2 separate regions of the Mus musculus genome follow, and region 1 is linked to region 2. Evidence: chromatin contacts called from public HiChIP or PLAC-seq data. All regions are on one chromosome and are shown on one strand. Each heading gives the region's core, a stretch centred on a gene start, on an enhancer-like site or on the middle of the called end of the contact. The rest is flanking DNA. Distances are from core to core; before and after follow the strand shown. Region 1 overlaps Fnbp1 (formin binding protein 1). Region 2 holds the start of Ncs1 (neuronal calcium sensor 1).

Region 1 (4,923 bases), core at 159-2,658, 200 kb after region 2:
CTAAAGGAGACACTGGGGAGGCAGAGGCAGGAGGATCTCTGTGAGTTTGAGGCCAGCCTGGTCTGCAGAGTGAGTTCCAGGCCAGCCAGAGCTATGTAGAGAGACCCTGAAGGAGACAGTCATGCATGTGTCATGCCTGTCATGACTGCTCAGGTTTCTGGTAGGGAAGACCAGTGGGAAGCTATGATCTTTGGTGGGAGCATTGGGTAAAGCTGATTCCAGGGGCCATAGATGCTTTGATGGACAAAGAGAACTCCTGGTCCATCCTTGCCTGAGCTATCTACCTAGCATCTGTCTGTCTTGCTTCTCCTTCATGGTGTAATTCAAGCAAACAGCCTGAGTAACTGATTTATTAAAAGAAAATCTTAACCAACATAACCCACTATGCTTTGAGAATGAATGAGGACTGCGGACATGGTTCATGGTTCAGTAGTAGAGTCTGCCTAACACAGGCAAAGTCCCAGATTCCATCCCCAGCCACACACACACACACACACACACACACACACAAAGATTAAAGTCATGGAATCTTCCTGAATGCCAAGGCAGAGCAATTCCTCCATTCTCACAGTAATGGACCATGTTAGCTAACCACAGAGTAATACCTGGGGTATCACTCTTGCTGGGTGTCCTACTCTTGATGGCCTGGCATGACATGTGCCATGTGCCCATGAATTTCCTGTAGCTGTGCACATGCATACGTGTACATACATCATTTCTCAACTGACTCTATTTTATCCACAGTCCAGTCAATCTCAAAGACATATATAATTAATTTTTTTATTAAATAATATTTCTCAAAAATGAAACCCCGGGAAGAGTCTGCAGTCAAGAGGGGTCTCTCAGATGGAAGAGGTCTGGATGCTGAATAACTTTAAGCAGTCTTTCCTTTTGGGAAACAAATCCTTTCACCAGCTTGGGAGTGGGCTGTTGCTTCCATGGCATTTAGAGATGGCACAGTGGGTAGGGCTGCTTGTCCTGACAAGCTTGAAGGCATGTTTAAATTCCAATACCATCAAGAAAGCCAAGTATGGCTGCATATATCTTCAGCCCTGGCACTGAGGGGTGGAGATAGGTGAGTGTGAGGAAGGCACTGGGGCACCCAGCCTCAACTGAAAAGCCAGATCCAAGGCTGTAAGATACAGAGGGAGAAAGATGCCTGACGTCCAGCTGGAGCAACCCCTTGGGTATGCACGCATCAGCATGTACCACAAACATGCACACAGACGTGAACTATGAGGTAGAAAATGAATTGGCTGTACAAGCAAACATCTGTTTTATCCGGGCTTGTGCCCGGGAGCAGTGTGGGTCCCATCAGAAGATGGGGCAAGGCCGAATACAGACCCCTCTAACCTGGGTGTGTCTGGCCACACCCTCCAGGGCAGGTTCCACCATTCTACAAACTGGGTCACTCTGGCTGTGTCAGAGACATCCCCCATGACTCAGCGCTAGAAACAAGAGCCCCTTCTCCGCAGAGTGAGTCACCTGCCACAGCTTTGTTTGAGAAAATCTAAACTTCAAAAGCCCAATTGGGTGAGACACCCTTTCTATAGATCCTAAGTTTCTATGAGAAGCTGCTGACCTGAATCTCCATAGCAACCAAGGTGTGAGGTTTTCCCAGTGACTTGTTTTCAAGTAATAACACTGTTGACATAGCCAGGGTAGCTATTGAGAGGGACCTGGCTCTTCGATGGACCTTTTATCAATTGAAGATGATGATTTTGTTGTCATGAGTAACTAGTCCTTCCTCTTCTAGGGCCAGTCACAAGCCACCAGCCTGCAGTGTTCCTTACAGGCGTCTCCAAAGCCATTCAGATGCCGTCCAAGCCTCATACATGTCCTAAGAGTCGGGTCACCACTGAACCAGCCACATTCAAGTGGGGCAGTCAGCTGTAGTAGCTGTACAGTGCAGCCACACAATGTCCCCAGCATCACAGAAAGTTCTAGAAGGCTCTCTGGCCACTGCCCAGATCACCTTGCTGACACAACTCCATGACTTGCATTGAATTTTGTTCCGTCTGAGATTTAAAAGCAAAACAAACAAAACCTCAGGGCTGGGAAAATGAGTCCAGAGGCGAAAGTATTTATAAGCCCAGCAGCAGGCAGACGTGTATATAAGCCTAGCACTGTGTGGGTAGAGTATGCAATGGGAAACAACCAAGATACCCTGTCTCAAACTACACACACACACATACACCAATCTAGGAAACAATGATCAGGGTCGCCAAGCTGGCTCACTGGAATGGGCTGTTTGGTGCTAACCCGATGAATTCCAGAGACCCACATGGTTGAAAGATGGAGCTGACTCCCACAGATTGTAGAATGAATACATATTGTAAAGATGGATTTTCCTCCAAGCTCAGTGCTTAAATAGAATGAGTAGAAAGCTAGACAGTGATGTTTCACTAGTGTGCGTGGGAGAGGGGAGCCGCTGGCCTGTAGGACCATGCTTGGCCTGGTGACAGGAATACTGCCCATCCTCTCCCGCTCCCACACCCACCACACACCCAGGGGGTCTCAGGATGGAGTGCTGACCTCCACCTGGCCTAAGGGGCGAGCCATTTGCTGACTCCTGTGCTCCCCCGGCAGCAGCTTCTCCTAATCAGCCTAGAAGCCTCTGTCACAAGCCCCCATGTAAGCTGCTTGGCAAATCCAGCTGGATTCCAGAATCACGTTCCCTGGGCCACCAAGTCAGTCTCGCTCTTGTTTGAAAAGAATTGAGGTTTTCAAGTAAAATCTCTTTTTATAAATTTCCTGGCTTTCTCTGGGTCCATTGAATACATTTCATTCTTTATGAAAATGGCCTCACTTAAGGAAGAGCTCTTGTACTGCCTTGAAGCCAAGGAGGCAGTCCTTGGAGGAAGACCAGCTCCCCGAGAGCGCCTACTGAAAGTACAGTAAGAGCCAACAGTGCAGTAGGAGCTTAAGAGAGTCCCAGCCAGGTGTGGTGACTCATGCCTGCGACCCTGGCACTCGGGAGTCTGAGTCTGAAGGATTGCACTCAGCTGAGCCAGAGCTGGAGAGACGGCTTGGTAGTTAGGAGAATGCAGAAGACCCAAGTTCTTTTCCAACATCCTGTAGCTCACGACCACCTGTAACTCATTCCAGGGACCCTAATGCCCTCTTCACTGAACACACAGGTGCACGTGTGCATATGGGCTATGGGCACTTACACATACAATTTTAAAATAAAATCTTTTAAGTCTGGGGAGGGGGGATCAGGAGCTAGATGTGGTGGTTTACCCCTTTAATTCCACTACCTAGAAAACTAAGGCAGGGGGATCACTGTGAGTTTGAGACTGTAGTCTGGAAGTACAATGCATGTCTAGCACATGTAGGCCTCAGGTTCAACCCTGCAGAGAAGGGGTCAGGGCGTGTTACCACACGCTCTGACAGTAGAAGCACGGGAGGTTGGTTTTGTACACTGTAGGAAGTAAATCTGGGGTCCCAGAGTCAGCGAGGGACAAGTGACACCAGAAGGGGGTGATGGTTTTTAAATCGTACTTTTTGCTCACATCCACAATGGAAAGCCTGTCTGTCATCTCACAGGGGCAGGAGCTCTGACTGCCTCAGCATTGAGAGGAGAGATGGTTAGGGACACTTCAACTAAGGGGAAAGCAGAGACTTAGACACAATACTGACAGGAACTGGATTACATTAGAGAAGCGTCACTTCCTGTCCTGGGTGGGAATAGTCAGAGTATGCAGTCTCTAAATGTGTCTTTGGGTCTCCTTCTGGGTCAGAGCTATTTCCCCCCATCTCTCCTGCGGTGTGGTTGACCCTGGCCTTCCCTGTGTTGCTCTGGCCCTTGCAGATGACACGTGGTGATTTGTGGGACTTCCCAGGTCTGCATGTGTTTGATTTTTGCATCTCAGCTGGTGCAGCAGGGAAACATAGCTGGCTCAGCAGGTCTGCAGGCTTGGTCTGCCTGCTCCTGCCCAGGGGCACTGCAAGGCTCTCTGGTGTCTCATTTATGTTTGTGTCTGCAGGGTGTCACACCAGAAGACTTCAGCAACTTCCCACCTGAGCAGAGAAGGAAAAAACTACAACAGAAAGTTGACGATCTCAATAGAGAGATACAGAAGGAGACGGACCAGAGGTAAGGCAGATGTGCCCTGTCAAAGAACCCAAGCTCAGTCTGGAAAGAAGAAATCCAGTGTGTGTGTGTGTGTGTGTGTGTGTGTGAGTCTGTGTGAGTCTGTGTGAGTCTGTGTGAGTCTGTGTGTGTGCATATACACGCATGCATGCGGTACCCACAAAGGCCAGAAGGGGCATCAGAACTCCTGGAGCTGGAATTATAGGCAAGTTGGGAACCAAGCTTTACTCCTTGTGATGAAGCAGTACACTCTTACTGCTGAGCCATCTCTTCAGCCTCTAAAACATAGAAAGGCATAGTCTTGGCAGGTGGGTTTTTTTTTTTTTTTGGTTTTTGAGACAGGATTTCTCTGTGGAGCCCTGGCTGTCCTGGAACTCACTCTGTAGACCAGGCTGGCCTCAAACTCAGAAATCCGCCTGCCTCTGCCTCCCGAGTGCTGGGATTAAAGGCGTGTGCCACCACGCCCGGCTCTTGGCAGGTGTTTTTGTTTGTCAAGTGCAGGGCTTCTCTGCAGAGGTTGTATTTTGAGTCTGGGAAACAAAACACACATGGCTAGCTTTCATAGGTCTCTTGTTCTGAGTGAATGTATGAAGTGTTGTTTGCTTTCCCAGTCAATGGAAGGAAGATATTGGGGTCCCAGGGTCATGAGCTGGAGAGGCCACCAGAGCGTCCCTCAGCCCCAAGGTACAGAGGTTGGCACGACTGTACTTCTGATGCAGGCATCAAGGCACAGGGTGCAGGTGTCCATGACTCTCCAAGCAGAGCATCACGGTGTCTCTGTTTTATTTCTGGGCACACTGGCGACGGGACAGTGCAGGGTAGACACT
Region 2 (4,875 bases), core at 1,608-4,107:
GGGTCTCCCCAGAACCAAGAACCAAAATCAATATATGACTCTCACTCTTGTTCTGTGTGTTGGTTTGTGTGTAGATGTATTCTACCCTTTCGATTGCAGCTGAAGGCCAGAGGTCAATGCTGGATGTTACAGCTTTCCACCTTCCTTTGCTTTTAAAGGTTTGTTTTATTTTTAATTATGTGCAAGGAGCTTGGAGCAGTTGTGTGTGTGAATACAGAACCCATAGAGACCAGAGACTGTGGCTCACATTGAGCTGGAGTTACAGGCAGTTGTGAGCCACACATGTGGGGGCTGGCAATTGAACTCTGGTCTTTAAGGAAGAGCAGTGCTCATTCCTAACCGCTAAGCCATCTCTCCAGCTCCTCCGCCTTATTCTTTGGGCTGGTGTCTCTCAATGAACCCAGAGCTGGCCATTTCACTGGACTGGCTGGCCAGTGAGCTCCCAGAATCCCTCTATGTCTGCCTTCCCCGTGCTGGAGTTATAAGCATGAACCACAGTATCCAGCTTACATAGGTGTGTGCTGGGGACCTGACTCGGGTCCTCATGCTTGCACAAAGCATCTCTCCGGCCTCATAATTCACACTGTCAAGAACTCAACTCCAGAGCTCAGCCCAGACCTAAGAGAAGAGCAAGCCAAGCAGCAGGGATAGGAGATGGTGACATTTGGGAATCCTTCCTGGATGATGCGTCCCTTAACTCCCTACTCAGTATTTCCCTGGAAGAGAGGGGAGAGAGAGAGAGAAAGAGAGAGAGAGAGCGCAGCTGTGGACCAACCACATAGACTTGCCTGGAGGGAGCTGGTGTTCACAGGGAGATAAGAGAGAAGCAAGTGAGTCCCCCAGCCCTAAGTGAGGCCTTGGATGAGGGGGAAGTGCCCAGACTGCCTCAATCCCTGAACAAAACTGCTCCACATCACAAAAGCCCTTTAAAAATAGCTCAGCGGAACTTCACCAGGCCAGTGCCTGACAAGAGTTCTGCTGGCCCCATTCTTCCCAAGTTAATGGCCAGCCCTTCAGAGATGGGGCTGAACGAAAGGTCTTTCAAATCCAGCACTGGGCCAGGGTAGGAAAGAGAGGCACAGAGGGCTCTTGGCATAAGCCAGGGATGCCAGCTCACATCTCCCAGCCTTGCCTTCCTCTCTATGAGCAGCTGGAGTGCCCAGAACAGGACAAGCTGTTGATGTACAGCTGTGCTAAGGACACAGCCGATGGTGCATGACACACTCAGTAAGCAGGACCCTGACTTCACAGGGCTCATTGGTGGCCCCCAGCCTCACCATCATGGAGACAGCATGGTACACCACATGCCATGGTTCCTGGAGAAGTCCATGGAGCCCTCTACCCTCCCCACACCCTGGGGTCCTGGCCCGTTCAGGGAGGGAGGGTGTCCCACCAATAGCCTACCTGCTAATGGCTGTGAGCCACACCTTCGAGGGTCCAGTTAACCTCACAAACAGCAACAAGCTAGAAAAAGCTACCCACCCAATCTGGAAAGAGAGAGTAGGCAGCCTGGGCTGGGAAGGATAGTTCTCCTGGATGTGACCTCCAAGGTGTCCAACTCCTCAGGACAGGGGCCAGGAGAGCCCAGGCAGTAAAGCCCCCTTTGTTCTAAGTCTGGGAGAGTGAGGAGCATGGGGCTAAGGCACTAGGTTGACCAAGACCTGCAAACGTGCTCAGAAGACCGATACCGGGGGTGGGGGTGGGGGTGAGAGCAGAGACCATGCACTGCACCAGAGCCTCCATCTACACCGAGCTGTCAGTTAACTGCCTGTCTTTCCGGGTGATGCAGAGCGCTCAGCCAAAGCTTCCCAGGACCCACTTCCAGGGCCACCCCTGGAGAGGCTGCGAGGAGGGGGGACACCTGGTGTGGAGGCACTAAAGATGCAGAGGCAGATCTGTGAAGTTGGGCAAGTGGAGAGCCACGCCTGGGACTGATCTAGTGGACCGTGGAGTGGGACAGACCTTCCTTCGCTCGTCAGCTCGGGCCATGTAAACCCATTTCCTGGTGCGGTAGAGACAGGAGAAGGGAAGGGGGGATGGAGAATACAGCCCAACCGTGCGACATCTAAGAGGGCGCCCAGGACCCTTGGCCCTCTACCGTCACTACCTGAGCGTTCTACCAGTCTCGCCAGCCCTCTTCCTCCCAACACAGTCACACTTGCCAGGGAGGGGGCGACAGGCCAACCTCGCAAGAGGCAGGAGCCGCAGCAGCATCATTAAGCATGAATCACCCACCCACCCTGCTCCAAGCAGGAGAGCCACACAACGCCCGGGCGCCCCCTCCTGGGACCACTGCCCCCCGCCCCGGCACAGCCCGGGTCCTTCGGACAGGAGGGGAGCAGCGGGTGGGCTGCGGATGCCCTGAGGACCCAGAGTGGTCCCTGGAGCACGCTGACAGGCGACACCCAGCCATGGCCGGGGGCGGGGGCGCGGATAGAACAATGGGCCAGGTGCGGGGCAGGGGCGCGGCCGGGAAGGGCGGAGGGAAGGTCGCGGCTCGATGGGGAATCGGGGATCTGGGATCGGGGCTCACTCACAGTAGGTTTTTCTGGTCAGCTCCTCCACAACTTCAGGCTTCAACTTGCTGTTGGATTTCCCCATGCTCGGCGGCCGCGGCCCCCGCTCCCCGGGCCGGACCCGCTCGGGGCGCCCAGCGGGAGCGGTTGGGTCGGGCCGGGGTGCGCGGAGGCCGGCAGGCCGGGCTGGGCCGGGCCGGGGCCGCGCCTTTGTCTGGCCGTGCCCGCGCGTCCCGTGCGCGGGGCTCCGGCGTGCTGCGCGACCGCGGCTGACGGTTCAAGGGGCCTCGGGGACCCGGCGAGGGCCAGGCCTTGGCGGTGCAAGCGGCCACGGCGAGGAGTTGCGCGGGGCTGAGAGCCGCAGCCGCCGGGGCTCGGTTGCCGCGGTCGTCCCTGGTTACTGGGCTGCGTAGCACATGCTCGCTACTGCTGCGCCGCCGCCGCCCCTACGCTCCCCGCCTCCCGCCCGCACCGGCGCGCCAGGGGTGGACTCGGAGCCGCCACTCATCGCCCGGCGCCACCTCCCGCCCAGCTCCGACAGGCGCGAGCTCCGCGTTGAGGCACCCCCTCTCCTGTTGGCTCTCCGGGGACGCTGGGAGGTCGCCGCACCGCCCCCTCCGCCGATCCATTCCCCCCTCTCCGCAGCGGCGTGGGCAGGGAGGGCCCGGAAAATCGGACGTGAACGAGGCCAAATCCCTGCCCGGCGCAATTCATTCATTCCACTTAGATGTGTTGGGCGCTGGGGACCTGGCGGCCAAGAGGACAGACGCGATCCCAGACCTCTCCAGGAGCATCCTGATGTGCTGGCTGGCATGGGTTTCGGTGGGAACACTTTTGCCTGGCCTTGAGGGAAGTGACTTCAGATTGAGAGAGGAATGGGGTATCAACCTGGAAGGGGTCTGGCCTGGGAGGGAGAGCAGCCTCTACACCCGGGGCTCCAGGCAAGGCTGGGAATGATCTGAGGCCAGGCAGAAGGGCCAGAGCTTCTGGAGACCAGCCTGGCAAGCCGCTTTCCCCAAAGACCTGGCCTCTGTCCCCGGTGCCCAGGAGTACTTGCAGTTCAAACCTTCTCTGTTGTGGGGCTTGCTTGAAGTGGCCAGAGGGAGCAGAGCCTGTTGGTGGGGCTCCATGCCTGGAAGCCTGCAGCTGGGGAAGGACTCCAGGAAAAGGATGGCCTGCTCTCCCCTCCTCCCAAAATGTCATCGTAATTGAGACCTCTCCTGACTTTCTGCCCAACTCTGTCTCCTTAACAGCTCAGGAAAACTTGGACCTCTTAGTCCATTGGCGCTTGCTTCTTCCAAAGAATGAGCCTCAGGGGGAGGGGAGCAGAAATATGTCTTGCTCTCAGAAGGCCCTGAGGGCCAGTGGCAACTTCTGTGAGCCAGTCTTAGTAGCAGAGGCCAGGGAGCCAGCCCAGCTAAACAGGGAAGTGGGTGGGGAGGCAGTAGGATCCCTGGTTCACAACTGGCTTAGACAACATTAGGAGGAAGAGTTCTCAGGGAAAGGCATGAAAATAGATCGGGTAGGGGAGGAATGACCCATGCCAGGAACCAGAGCCCTGGAAAGACCATGGCAAGATGAAGCCATTCCCTCCTGAGCCAGCAGGGATGCAATCACGGACAGAATTTCTTTTTTTCCCTCTCAGAGGGTGTAAAACCCTGCCTGGGGCGATGGTACCTTTCAACCCCACCTCTTGCATGTCTCCAGCCTTCAGATGGTCTCGGTTCCTTCCCTTACATGAGCCCAGGCCAGACCCAGGTCCCAGCTTGTTGGTGTGAAGAGCCCGTTCGATACAGGAAGTGAGCAGACATGGATCCTGGAAGCTGGCGCTGTGCCACAGCTAAAGGAATTCTCGCTAGAGGTTGGAGCAGGGTGTCCCAGCTTTGAGGATCGATTCAAAATGTACACGAAGGAAAAGCCACAGAAAGAGGTTCAGAGCTGGCCAGCCTCACCTGAACATCCTGCTCAGACAGAAACCTTGGACCATGGGTTAACAGTTGAAGCCTTAGAGAGCTGTGAGCCAGGCCTGTCATCTCTTGGGAGATGGAGGTAGGAGGATCAGGAACTCAGTGGCAACCATGGCTGCCATATAATGAGTTCAAGGACAGTTCTATGCTCTACAGGAACCCAGGGGTTGTTCCATGTGTTGGGTGCTAGACTGAAGACTGAAGACACTGCAGTGAGCAACATGAGAAATGGTCGTGTCTCAAGCCTGCCCAACAACAACCACTGGTCACCAACACCATGACAAGAACCAGGACTCTGGGGGATACAGGAGTCAGGGAAGTGCCTGGTTCCTCACAGTCACGGACACCACTGATACCGGGTTAGTATTTGCTAGGCACCCACTGATGCCAGG

Evidence for each region. HiChIP or PLAC-seq counts read pairs in DNA pulled down with a chosen protein or histone mark.
Region 1: a contact with region 2 is called in an HNF4G HiChIP or PLAC-seq map of pancreatic cancer cells. The contact joins the enhancer-like site here to the promoter of Ncs1 in region 2. A contact is called at or near these places in 2 of 39 promoter capture datasets (both in liver), 3 of 115 datasets of contacts at active chromatin or transcription factors (embryonic stem cells, pancreatic cancer cells and regulatory T cells) and 2 of 9 other capture datasets (embryonic stem cells and liver).

Annotation. Positions count from the first base shown.
Region 1 is chr2:31,039,581-31,044,503 of GRCm38.p6, reverse strand. Fnbp1 (formin binding protein 1) reads left to right here. Exons shown (of 17, transcript NM_001177648.1): 12 at 3,990-4,099. Among named protein-coding and RNA genes, the nearest start is that of Gm39786, 45 kb to the right of the region's middle. Within about 2 kb of position 1,408, at least 49 of the 459 cell types and tissues checked have an H3K27ac peak or open chromatin away from gene starts, as enhancers often do. A contact at or near this core is called in pancreatic cancer cells, where this site is marked.
Region 2 is chr2:31,243,905-31,248,779 of GRCm38.p6, reverse strand. Ncs1 (neuronal calcium sensor 1) reads right to left here and starts at 2,857. Exons shown (of 8, transcript NM_019681.3): 1 at 2,538-2,857. The coding sequence starts at 2,601.